Linked DNA regions of Sus scrofa: region 1 is linked to region 2. The links are chromatin contacts, called in public Hi-C maps. All regions are on one chromosome and are shown on one strand. Each heading gives the region's core, a stretch centred on a gene start, on an enhancer-like site or on the middle of the called end of the contact. The rest is flanking DNA. Distances are from core to core; before and after follow the strand shown. Region 1 overlaps ITPR2 (inositol 1,4,5-trisphosphate receptor type 2). Region 2 has its middle 48 kb from the start of ITPR2.

The links. A called contact is a pair of places that touch in the nucleus more often than the background predicts.
Region 1: a Hi-C map of retroperitoneal adipose tissue shows a contact between it and region 2, with 2.7 times the contacts expected there. The contact joins two enhancer-like sites. A contact is called at or near these places in 1 of 5 promoter capture datasets (liver) and 19 of 47 Hi-C or Micro-C datasets (alveolar macrophages, blood, embryonic fibroblasts and 11 more).

What each region holds. Positions count from the first base shown.
Region 1 is chr5:46,966,243-46,973,174 of Sscrofa11.1, reverse strand. The region is part of intron 1 of ITPR2 (inositol 1,4,5-trisphosphate receptor type 2); the gene reads right to left. Among named protein-coding and RNA genes, the nearest start is that of ITPR2, 34 kb to the right of the region's middle. Within about 2 kb of position 2,539, at least 2 of the 83 cell types and tissues checked have an H3K27ac peak or open chromatin away from gene starts, as enhancers often do. A contact at or near this core is called in retroperitoneal adipose tissue, where this site is marked.
Region 2 is chr5:46,884,442-46,891,009 of Sscrofa11.1, reverse strand. No RefSeq gene overlaps it. Among named protein-coding and RNA genes, the nearest start is that of ITPR2, 48 kb to the left of the region's middle. Within about 2 kb of position 4,684, at least 16 of the 83 cell types and tissues checked have an H3K27ac peak or open chromatin away from gene starts, as enhancers often do. A contact at or near this core is called in retroperitoneal adipose tissue, where this site is marked.

The DNA.
Region 1 (6,932 bases), core at 1,290-3,789, 84 kb before region 2:
CCATCATGCTCCATCACAAGTGACTAGATATAGTTCCCAGTGCTATACAGCAGGATCTCATTGCTTAACCATTCCAAAGGCAATTGCTTTCATCTGTTAAGCCCAGATTCCCAGTCCATCCCACTCCCACTCCCTTCCCCCCGCCTCGGGCTCTCTAATATTTCTTGAATGGATTAGGAGTACCCACACTCCCACAGTACATGAGGCTATCCACTCTCAAGAGAATTTCTCACACTCCATCAAGTTTCTTATTTATGCATATTTCACTAGCACTATAAAATATATATCCCGAGAGAGTCAGCCCATTTCTGTTCTGCTCAATAGTCCAAATCTAAGTGTCAGTCCTCAAATAGGAAGATGCTGAATGATTATTAATTGAGTGAATAACTGAGTCACTTTTGGGATAACAGTAAAGCAATAGTAATATGTTGATAGGTCACATAAACCATAAAAAAAATTGCTGAAACTAACAAATGGTTACCTAAAAGCAGATGGAAGAAAGGATAGGATGTGTCTCAGAAAATTATCAAAAATGTCAAAACCTTCTTAGGGCCAAGACAGCCTACTCTAAATACTATCTTATATAGCATCTTCCAACCCAATATATCAGAGCACTTTTTAATGGGCTACATTTATTTTCTCCTGTCTGAATCAGCAAGTATGCCAAACAAGCAATTTATAGCAACAACCTAAATAAATTTCACAATCCGCCACTTAATCTCAATGAACATAAAATCTGTTATCCTTCATACCTATCTTCTCGTCATAAGGTCACAACTATAGGTTATCTGTTCATTGTAATTAATAAAAAAAATCATTCAACCATTAGACCTCCCAGAGTTCCCACTGTGGCATAGCAGATTAAGGATTCCATGTGGCTGCAGCTGGGGCATAGGTCGCAGCTGCAGCTCAGGTCGCAGCTGCAGCTCAGATTCAATCCTTGGCCCAGGAACTAACATAGGCCACTGATGCAGCCAAAACAAAAAAACAAACAATTAGACCTTCCAAAGTATCTATAAAGAGACTTCATTAGCTGCTTTGAATGATTTTATAGATAAATGTGAATCAAAAATATATGTGAATCAAATTTTAACTGGAGAGATTTGCCTCCTTGACAAATCTTGCACATGTGCATCTGGAGATACATACCACAGTGTTTGAGGCAGCACTGTTCATGATAGCAAGCTCCAGAAAAACCCAGAAGTCCATCAGTAAGAGTAGCATGGACAAATAAATTATGACAAATGAATAATTTCATACAAAACATAACTTTTTAAAAGTGAATAAATTGCAACAACATTGAAAATCTCAAAGACCTAAAGTTGAGCTAAAAACAAGCAAGTCCCAAGTGTTAAGATAATTCCATTTATACTGAAGGCATGACTAGGCAAAACTAAATACCATATATTGTAAGAATACGCATGGATGGCAAATAAATTATTATATAAAAATACATGGCTACCAGGTTTTTAAATAGCTTTCCAAAAGAAAGCAAATTACCCTTTGGTCTCTCGTCCCTTATTAGTCTACCAACCGCAAAGAAAATGCCACAAAAATAGGTAAAATAGGGAATTATGTCATGGCTCAGCAGTAATGAACCCAACTAGGATCCATGAGGATGCAGGTTTGATGCCTGGCCTCGCTCAGTGGGTTAAGGATCCGGCATTGCCACGAGCCGTGGTGTAGGTCACAGACGTGGCTCAGACCTTGCATTGCTGCGGCTATAGTGTAGGCCGGCAGCTGTAGCTCTGATTTGACCCCTAGTCTAAGAACTTCCATATACCACAGGTGTGGCCCTAAAGAGACAAAAAAAAAAAAAGTAAAATAAGTTAGTCATATATTTTTCCTGATGAAGCCATAAATGGTATTTCTACCTTGAATACTTTTGAAAATGTGTTATTTTCTGATATTCACCTACCACCTATATGTGATATTTGTACAATTAAGTGGCATAGTTCATTTCTAAAACAATGACTATAAAGCTATTTAAACAAAATGAATTTGAGGGGAAAGAGAAGGTGGGAGTCCACAATGGACACTATTAAAAACTATTAGCAAGAAAGGGGGCTGATATTGTGGCTAGATTCATAAGTATGGCAGAGCTGCCTTTATTTTACTTATTTATTTTTTGGCTTTTTTCTTTTTTTTTTAGGACTGTACCCATGGCATATGGAGGTTCCCAGGCTAGGGGTCTAAACGGAGCTCCAGCTGCAGGCCTACACTACAGCCACAGCAATGCCAGATCCGAGCCGTGTCTGTGACCTACACCACAGCTCATGGCAACGCCAGATCCTTAACCCACTGAGCGAGGCCAGGCATCAAACCCACAACCTCATGGTTCCTAGTCGGATTCGTTTCCACTGCGCCATGACAGGAACTCCAGAACTGCCTTTAAAGCACTTTCAGAACTCTGTCAAAAATAACTTTATCCCTAACTCTGGGATTTTCACTGCACTGGCCATATTTCTCCCTGAGCTGCAATTTTCTGACTTCTTAGCAAAACGGTCCCTCCACCCCACACAATGCACCAGCCACCTTCACCACAGCCCCCACAGCCCTGGCGCATCAGTCAACCCCTTCCCTCACCTTCACTTGGAAGGAGTACTAGAACAGAATCTTAAAAATTGAGCTCTAATCCTTGTTCTGCCACTCTATAACCAGCTGTGTTTACGTTAGCCACTTAACCTCTCTGTGCCTCACTTTCTAAATGGGACAGCTGTGATCTCACAAATTCCTTCTATTTCTGTGGTTTTCTCATTTCTCTGATTTTGTTTTGTAATTAAAGCTGGCTTGGGCTAGCTTTCAGTAGCCAGCTCCGACTTTATAGTATTTTATACACTGTAGTTGGAAGGTTTAACTGTTTAGAATCAGTTCTTTTCAGTTTATGTGTTATTTCATCATTCCAAAAAAAATACTAGTTTGTGATTTTTGTTCCATTCATTTACCATTGTCTTAGAACACAGTATTTTAACATCTTAAGGTCTTATCCATCAGAAATATGAACTTTTTTTTTTTTTTTTTTTTTTTTTTTTTGCTTACCAATACTCAAGTTGCCTAAGTAGGATGCCAACCTCAAGGCCTGCAGGTTCTTGTTGGTAAAGCCAATTAATCTGTCTCATAATTCGGAGTAACTTAACAAGAAATACTAGGTTCTAGAAATGTCTGGTTCTATACCTTAGATCTGATACGTCCTGTGAATACACCCCTACACAGGGCCTTAAACATTTCTAATCACACAAAGAGGGAAGTAATTTCATTGCAAGACTTCTGCCAAAAAGTGTTCTGACTTATAAATGCAAAACAGATGCAACATAGAAAATTCACTCATAGCTGTACTCATATTTTGCCTATGATGACAAGTTAAGTTAAATTCACTTTTGCCATTTGAAATGTGAGGTTTTTAAAAGTGAAACCAATCATGTTTAACTTTATCTTCTCTTTTCAGATTTCTTATTTCAATAACATTTTTACTAACACAAACATTTTAAGCTTTACTACTAAAAGCACACTTAGGAGTTCCTTTGTGGTGCACAGGGTTAAGGATCCAGCTTTGTCACTGCAGCGGCTTGGGTTGCTTCTGTGGCAAGGTTCGGCCCCTGACCCAGGAACTTCCACATGCTGCAGGCATTGCCAAACAAAACAAAACAAAACAAAACCCATTTAATTCCATGTGTAACTTTTACAATCATGCACAAGTTTGTTGCTGATAATATTTCTAAAATCGTTTCCTTCCAAAGTTAAAATTGTGCTTACTCTTAGGTATTTAAAATGTTTCCAGTTGTTCTTCCATGAAAGATAAAATTAATCTAAACCGCATAGAAATTACAGCATAAACACTCAATTTTGAAGTACTACTACTTGGAAACTACTACAAACACTAAATGAATCCTTATGCTTAAATTATTTGATCAGTACTATCGCCTAGACCAAAGGATTCAAAAACTTTTTGAAAAAATAGGTATCATGAGACTCACAAAGGGAATGATGTTGTTCACATACTAACTTTTTTTTTTTTTTTAATCTTTTTGCCTGTTCTAGGGCTGCTCCCGCGGTACATGGAGGTTCCCAGGCTATGGGTCCAACTGGAGCTGTAGCCACCGGCCTACGCCAGAGCCACAGCAATGCAAGATCCAAGCCACATCTGGGACCTATGCCACAGCTCACAGCAACGCCGGATCCTCAACCCACTGAGCAAGGGCAGGGATTGAACCCGCAACCTCATGGTTCCTAGTTGGATTCGTTAACCACTGCGCCACAACGGGAACTCTGATCACATACTAACTTTTTTAGAAATCAGGGCAAGAAGCCATGATTTTGTGAAACAATTATATTCAGAAAAAGGATGCCGGTGAAACTAGGGGGTGGGAGAGGGGGAACTAAAAGAGTTACACATCGCCTTTCAAAGAGAAGCATGTATATCTGACCATGACTTCAGAGACAATTTGCCTGTATGTTTTGAAAACTTAAAGTCTTAATCCAGCCAAAGAAAGCAATCTGACTTTTTCTTTTCAGATTTTCCTTCTCCATCTAATAACTTCCTTTCCTTGATCCTCTATAACCTGCCGGCACAATCTCTCTGAATCCAATACAATTGCAAGTCAGTATGTGCAGCATTTTGTTCCAGCTTGTCCATTACTGTTCTCACAAAAGCCAAAGCATTTGCCAAGTGCCTTTCTCAGGATATGAATGGGCATCTACCAGTCGAGATCAATTATTTGTGATGGCAAAGGTGACCTTTACTATTATCAGTTCTCAATCATCAATAAGGAACAGCCCCTGTGTCCATCAACCGGCACTGGTTAGTGCCCTGCAGTATTTCCACACAGTGGATGGATACTTAAAAAAAATATGAGCAGGCTCTCTATGACTGATATGGAGAGATCCCCAGAATATACTGCAGGGTGAAAACGGCAAGTTACAAAAGTAAGTTTAGTAGCGAAGGGGAAAAGAAAATCTATGACTATTTATGCATCTCTGGAGAATACAAAAGACTGAATCATCAGTGGCTTGTGCAGAGGCGAACTGGGTGGTTGGGATAGAGGAGTGAGAGGGAGGACTTCATGGAACATCCTCTTGCACTTTTTGAAGCTGAAACTATGAGAATGGATTACCTATTCAAAATAAAAAATAAGTGTATGTGATATTTCTCAAACATCTGCAGAAAGCTAGAAAATCACTGGCACTGTACAAGGAACTTACTAGGCAAAGTTCAAGGCCAGATGTTTACTACTACCATACTGTCACTCTTATCTGAGATTTTGCCACCTGGTTGGCACCAACTTAAAAGTGTTCTCAGCGAAAAGGCTATAAAATGGGGAATTTACCTAGTGACACTTTCTTATTGCTGCTCCTCTCCCACCCCAGGTTTCTACCTGCTTTTGGTCACTCTCTCACACTTTCTTACATTTCATCCAGAGTTTATACTAGTTATACTGAAGATTAAATTCAAGAAATATGCAAGTTTCTGTTGTGGCTCAGTGGTAACAAACCCAATTAGTATCTATGAGGGCACAGGTTCAATCCCTGGCCTCACTCAGTGGGTTAAGGATGTGGCGTTGCCATGAGCTGCAGTGTAGGTCACAGATGCAGCTCAGATCTGATGTTGCTGTGGCATAGGCCAGCAGCTGCAGCTCTGATTCCACTCCTAGTATGGGAGCATCCATATGCAGGTGCAGCCCTAAAAAAAAAAAAAAAAAAAAAAATCAAGAAGTATGAGCTCAAATATTCTTAAAATTACTATTAAGACAGTGCAATAAACTGCTTATGCATGCATAAGCAAAAAAGAATAACAAATGGATGTTAGTTACTGACTAAAAAACATAAGTATTATGCATGTGTAAGGACATTAAAGACAATTTCTTTAAAGGAGCAAAGAATAAGAACCCATCAAAATCAGACAGATTTTATAAAGAATTTCTATAGATGAAAAATAATTATTCATCTTAAAAATAAATGGATAAATTTTTTAAAAATAATAATTATTCAATGAACTAGCTGGGTTTAAGACAGTAGATAGAACTACTAATAACCTAGAAAACAGATCTTAAGAAATTGCTCAAGGAGTTCCTGTCCTGGCTCAGTGGTAACAAACCCAACTAGTATCCATGAGGATGCAGGATTGATCCCTGGTCTTGCTCAATGGGTTAAGGATCTAATGTTGCCACGAGCTGCAGTGTAGGTTGCAGGCATGGCTCAGATCTGACGTTGCTGTGGCTGTGATGTAGGCCAGCAGCTACAGCTCCAATTTGATCCCTTGCCTGGCAATTTTCATATGCTGCAGGTGCAGCCCTAAAAGAAAAAAGAAAAAGGAAGGAAGGAAGAAAGGAAGGAGAGAGAGAGAGAGAAAGAAAGAAAGAAAGAAAGAAAGAAAGAAAGAAAGAAAGAAAGAGAGAGAGAAAGAAAGAAAGAGAAAGAAAGAAAGAAAGAAAGAAAGAAAAGAAAGAAAGAAAGAAAGAAAGAAAGAAAGAAAGAGAAAGAAAGAAAGAAAAAGAAAGAAAGAAAGAAAGAAAGAAAGAAAGAAAGAAAGGAAGAAAGAAAGAAGTTACTGAAAATGAAACAATGGTCTTGACAGAGAAAATATGAAAGAGAGGTTAAGACATACAAAAGATAAGATGAAAAGGTAACCATGTAAGTACAACTTGAAGCCTGGAAGGAGAGAATAGAGAGATAGAAGAGAGGCAATATTTGAAGAGATGACAGTTGAGAATTGCCTAAATTAATGAAAAATATGAATCTACAGATAAAACACAACATATTGGGCTGCTAATTTCTCAGAGTCTAAAATACAAGCCAGAAGATATTGGAATCATTTCTTTGAATGCTGAGGGAAAATGTAATTGTAAAGTTGAAATTGTGTGCCCACCAAAATTAACTTTTAAGAGCAGGGTAATATCAAAGTACTTTTAGATAGATAAAAACTAAAATTTACCATT
Region 2 (6,568 bases), core at 3,435-5,934:
GTAGTTACTGCTGTTAATTCTCTTATAGTTGCCACAGGGTGAAGGATTCACTTTAGTAAGTTCTTGACACCTATCTCTACAAAATCATAAAATGCAAGAACTAAAAGAGACCAGAGGGCACTTCTGGTCCCACCCTCTCTGATTCAACATCTGCAAAATCTGAGACCCAGAGAAAGAGTGCAGTTTTCCCAAGTCATAACCAGCTAGTTAATTGCAAAAGGGACAAGAACCCCGGTCTCTTAACTCCCTCCAATTCAGAAAGCTTCCCATTCATCCCCCCACTTTCCATTTGTCATTGTGGTTAAAGCTTTAAATGCCTAGTAAGAGGAGTACACACTGCTAAAGAATAGAAGACTAGGGGGAAAAACCCCATATGTTGATTACATATTTAAATGAAGAGTTGCTTTCGAAAGGACTCAGTCATGTATTCTTAACCTACCCAGGAGCTTGAGAGGCGGGAGCTTTCTGTTTTCAGGACTCATCGGAATGATGAATTCTAACTTTCTTGGGTCGTTAACTCCCAGATGCTACAGTGAAACAAATGGCAGTTTGTCCAGATCCGCATTCCCTGTCGGAAACACTCATGCCTTCCCTCTGGGACCATCACCTGTTCACAGGGAGTTCACCGCCAGACCCCAGCAGATGTGGGAAACCTGCAGGGGTGGTGGTCATTCTCACACTACCCTCGAATTTCCCAAAGGCAGCTTTAAATGTTGCTAGGGCTTTGTCACATTTTCCCCGTAATCATTTCAGGGAACGGGTCTTTTTATATTTGGACGAGATGAAACCCTTCCTTAAGGTCTATGTTCACTCTCCTCATGTGAAAGAATGTTGGAGAAATTACACAGGGTCTAAGATAGCAAGGGAGAAGCCTAAAGGACAGGAAGTGGTTTCTCTGCAGGAGTCTAATAATGAGGTGGGAATGTTTACCTAAAGAAGAGACAGCTAAGTGGTGATGGAAGTGCAGAAAATAATACATTAAGAGATATTGTAAGGTGGGACTATCTCATTAAAAAGCAAAGTGTGGGAGTTCCCATCATGCTCAGCGCTAATGAACTCCACTAGTTTCTATGAGGATGCAGGTTCGATCCCTGGCCACACTCCGTGGGTTAAGGATCTGGCATTGCCGTGAGCAGCAGTACAGTCACAGACATGACTCAGATCCTGCATTGCTGTGGCTGTGGTGCAGTCTGGCAGCTGTAGCTCCAATTCGACCCCTAGACTGGGAACTTCCATATGCTGCACATGCAACCCTAAAAAGCAAAAAAAAATAAAGAAAGAAAGAAAGAAAAAAGAAAAAAAGAAAAGTGTGGAGTTTTCTGGTGGTGCAGCTGTTTTAGGATCAGCTGTTGTTACTGTGTGGTTCAATCCTTGGCCCAGGAATTTCCACATACCTCTGGCACTGCCCCCCTGAAAATGCTGATCTTTAAGGTAACTTCAAATTGGAGGTTCTGATATGTTATGCTGAACTAGAAGTAATAATAAACTGTATAGTTGATAAATTCTAGAATTATGGGATTAGCACTGTAAGAAACTGTCAATGTGTTTTTCGAAGTGGCTGTGCCATTTTGTAACTCCATTAGCAATGTATGAAGGTTCCAGTGTTTCCATATCATTGCCAGCACTTGATATTGTCAACTTTTTAAAAACCATTTTAGACATTATGTGCTTTTTATATCCTATCTAAGAACCCCATGTCTAATCCAAGGTCATAAAGTTTTTCCCCAGGTTTTCATCTAGAAATGTTATAGCTTTAACTCATATTTGTAGATAGAACCTTGATTTTTCAATCTAAAATTAAGTTTGGGGCACAAGCCAAGGGATGGGCTTAGAAATTCTTTGGCAAAAAACAAATAAATAACTTTTTTTTGAAAAAAGTATGGGTAAAAGTTATTAAGGTGAGTAGTATTTTGTTTTTTCAATTTACCAGTAAAACCAATAATCATTTCAGTACTTCTGGATGTTCTGTTTGCAATAAACACAAGCAGGAAATATGGGCAGAAAAGGCTCCCAAAATTCCCTCTGTGGCTCAGTGGTTAACAAACCCGATTAGCATCCATGAGGACAAGAGCTCAATCTCTGGTCTTGCTCAGAGGGTTAAGGATCCAGTGTTGCTGTGGCTGTGGTGTCGGCCAGTAACTATAGCTCAGATTAGGCCCCTAGCCTGGGAACCTCCATATGCCTCGGGTGCGGCCCTAAAAAGCAAAAAAAAAAAAAAAAAAAAGGAAAGACTCCCCAGAATGGTAGGTAGAACCACTGACTTTTTCCTAATGTGTTCATTTATTGAAAAGGATGAGAAGTGAGATTTTGTTGTTGTTGTTGCTTTTTTAGGGCTGCCCCATAGCATATGCAAGTTCCCAGTCTGGGGTCAAACTGGAGCTACAGCTGCCAGCCTACACCACAGCCACAGCAAACCGGGATCCAAGCCGTGTCTGCAACCTACACAACAGCAGAGATGTGAGAATTTAAATAATAGAAAATGTTTTATAAGCAGTACTCACTTCACTGAGAAAGATAAAGTATAGGCCAGTGACTCTCAACAAGAAAGGCACCATAATCTTCTATGAAGACACATCAGAACTACTGGGGAGACTCTTTCAAATTATACCTGCCCCCCCGCCGCACACCTGAGTGCTGAGATTCTGGCAAAAACCCTTCCTTTTCCCATTGAGGGTAATAGATATTAAAAGGGCATATTTTATTGCTCAGATAAGCAGCTGTGGAAAAAGTTGTGCATCACTGCTCTAAGCCCTTTGGGCGCTGCCTACTGAAGGTTCATGGATGGTTTCAAACTGGGTCTTAAAGCATAGGGTTTGGAGAGACAGAGAGGAGGATGAAGATCATTTCAGAGTTGCTCATTGGTTCCGAGGCAGGAAAATGACCAGGAAATGTTTACTTTCCCCTAGACCAGGGAGAGGAGTCTGGAAGGATAGATTAGAGCCAAACTGTGAATAGTAAACTCCATAAACATAGGAGCTTTGTGTATCTTGTTCACTTCTGTATGCCCGCCACCCACCACAGGGCTTTGCACATTGCAGGCCCTCATGAATGTTGAATGAATGAAGTCTTGACTGTCAAATTAAAAATTCAGGACATTCTCTTCCAGCATCTAGACAATGGAGAAAAAAAACGATGATAGTCATGGTGAGCTTAGCGTTCCAGCAAGAGATCAAGACAAAGCTGTGGACATGAGAAGCCGAGGTATGGAGAGAAGGCAAAAGTCAAGAACCAACCTCCTGGAAACATTCAAAAAGAGGGCGAGGCTAAAGAAAATAAGAGAGAGGAGCTGCTGGATAATAAAAACAACAAACCTAAAATATCACTTTAGGGGTTCCTGCTGAGGTTCAGCAGGTTAAGAACCCAACTAGTATCAATGAAGATGTGGGTTCGATCTCTGGCCTCCCTCAGTGGGTTAAGGATCCAGCATTGCCGCAGAGTGCAGTGGAGTTCACAGATGCAGCTGCTGGATCTGGCATTGCTGTGGCTGAGGTGCAGGCTCAGATTTAACCCCTGGCCCAGGAACTTCCACATGCCACAGGTTTGGCCATAAAAAGAAAAAAAGAAAAATATATCACTTCATAATTAACAGACTTTTCCATATGCACAATAACAGGTAAGACAGTGATTGTTTCTCCCATTATACATAGACCTCAAAGGGGAACAGTAATAATAAAACACTAACAACATAGAGCTAAGAAGTGAACCAAGCTAATCACAGAAACTAAGACTAATGTCAAGAATAAGGTAGCTTAGTGGGTTAAGGATCTGGTGTCGTCGCTGCTGTGGCTTGAGTCACTGCTTTTGCTCATGTTCCATCCCTGGTGAGAACTTCCACATGCCCCAGGCATGGCCAAAAAAAAAAAAAAAAAGGGGGTGAATAAATCTGGACAATCAGGAAACAAAGTACTTTGAGCAGGGAAGGTTTTATGTAAAGAATTATTAGCTAGGACAGAAGAGTAACTTTTAAAAAAGGACTCTAAATTGTACCTACAACTGCTTAAGAGTGCCTAAGAGAGAGAAAACTCGGAAGAGGGTTTAGACCTCCTTAGGGAAAAGGACCATTGCCACCCACAGGATGGCAAGGAATTTTTCTGGGTTGCTTAAGCCAGAGCTGGTCCAGGAGGAAACAACCTTCCAGGATATAGATGTGCCTTGGCTGGTGGGTGGATACACAGAGAGGCTCTGGAACACACCAGTGTCCAGGCAGTAGGATCACGGTTAGTGGTCAGCTGGGCCTGGGCCGGGCTGCAAGGTCACCAAGGGACAGTGTGTGGCTGTTGCAGAGGACACCTGATGTCTGCTTCCACACACAACCTTGCTGAGCCTTCCTTCCAGCAGCAGGCAGCCAGACCAAAAACCTCGCAGGGAAACCAGCTTTTCCGTCTCCCTGCAGCGTCTCTCTGGTGCCCTCTACTGGCCAAGCCTAACCTCGTGCTCACGGTGCAGAAGAAAGGCTCGAGCCCTCAGTCCGTTGAGAGCTGAAAAGGAATTCATTGTAACTAGTACCCTGAGTGGCTGTACCTGTCTGGGCTGTTCTGTAACAAGTTCTAGAAACCAGAAAAGGCTAGTCTTGGGGTTCTGCAAGAAGATTGGGGTGGAGTGGAGATCTGAAGGAGTAGAGATAGGGAGTGGCAGGTTAACACAGCAGCTCTAGAGGAAAGGGAGTTTATGTCCCAGCATGTCCATGTAAAAACCCGGAAGACAGTAAAAGGATCTGGTAAGCTGAGCCCGGGTCTCTTCCCCAAACCTGGATTTTCCCCACTGCAGGAGGAACTGAGGATTATGACTGACCAGGCCAGAGTCATTTGCTCACGTCTTTGGCCCAGAAGATGGGTGACTGGTTGGGAGCTACATCAGTTTGTAACAGAGCAGGGCCCCATGGGGTTCCTGGGCACAAAAACCTTTCTATGCCCCCCATTTCTTTCTTTCTTTCTTTTCTTTTCTTTTTTTTTTTTTTTTTTTTTTTTTTTGGTCTTTTTAGAGCCATACCCACGGCATATGGAGGTTCCCAGGCTAGGGGTCAAATCGGAGCTGTAGCTGCCGGCCTACACCACAGCCACAGCAACCTGGAATCTGAGCCGTGTCTTCCACCTACACCACAGCTCACGGCAACGCCGGATCCTTAACCCACTGAGCAAGGCCAGGGATCAAACCCACAACCTCATGGTTCCTGGTCGGATTCGTTTCCACTGCACCACGACGGGAACTCCCCCCAACCCCATTTCTTACTTTTAGGAAATAGACCTCATTCAGCCTCCATGGCCTTCCCTAAGTTCCAAGGGGCAGATTCAGACAATTGCTGATCAGGGAAGGAAGGGGATGCAGAGACAACGGTCAAAAAACCATAGTACAGTCTTTGGGCAGGATCCTGGTTCCCTCTCAAGGGGCACACAGAATGATGTCGGCATCTTATACACCTAAGAGAGAAGTGATATTCCTTATGCTTATATTAAAAGTAAATACTTTAACACTGAACAGCTTAGAGTCCTTCCTTGTCCTTCTCCTGGTCTTAATTGCACCCTAAACACGATCACCTGTAAGCTAAAGATTAGGCACCATGAGCACAATTGCCTGTGGGTTTACATGATGTTTTTCAGGAACTTTCCTACTTTGTTCTAATCTCTGATCAATACACCCTTTTCACAAGTCCTGTTATTCTAGTCAGTGACCCAGAAGACCACCACCAAGAACATGTGGAGATCTGATGCCAGCTTTGATGACCAAGATTTACCCAAAGAAAGAAGAATGCATGTTTGCCCCAATCCTAATTCTTATCTGAAAGCCTGTTTTTCTCCTTTTTACTATAAAACTTCCCACAAATCTTTCCAGTGGAGCAGTGGAGGGCAGAGTCTTCTTCTTCTTTTTTTTTTTTTTTTGTCTTTTTTGCCATTTATTGGGCCGCTCTCGCGGCACATGGAGTTCCCAGACTAGGGGTCTAATCGGAGCTGTTGCCACCGGCCTACGCCAGAGCCACAGCAATGCAGGATCCAAGCCGCGTCTGCGACCTACCGCACAGCTCACGGCAACGCCGGATCGTTAACCCACTGAGTAAGGCCAGGGATCGAACCCGCAACCTCATGGTTCCTAGTCGGATTTGTTAACCACTGTGCCATGACGGGAACTCCGACACAGTCTTTAAGGCGTTAGCCTGCTGTGGCCGCCTTTGCCTGGCAAAGAGATAAAAGCTATCATGTTCTCCTTCACCCCAAACTCTGTCTCTGCCTTTCTATTTGGCACTGGTGGACAGAGGCCAAATTTCAGCAACAAGTTGAGGTAGGCGAGGGAAATTTTCCCAAAAATCAAGGTCATTATGACTCAAAGAGGGACAGGGTTGCTGAGAAACCTCTGATGTCTCTTACAGGGGCATCAATGAAAATGGAAATAAGGCTGTTTCTTTTTCTTTCTTTTTTTGTTCTCGTTTTTGTTTTTTGTTTTTGCCTTTTTCTAGGGCCGCACCTGCGGCATATGGAGGTTCCCAGGCTAGGGGTCCCATCAGAGCTTTAGCCACCAGCCTACACCAGAACCACAGCAATTTGGGATCCAAGTCTGCGACCTATACCACAGCTCA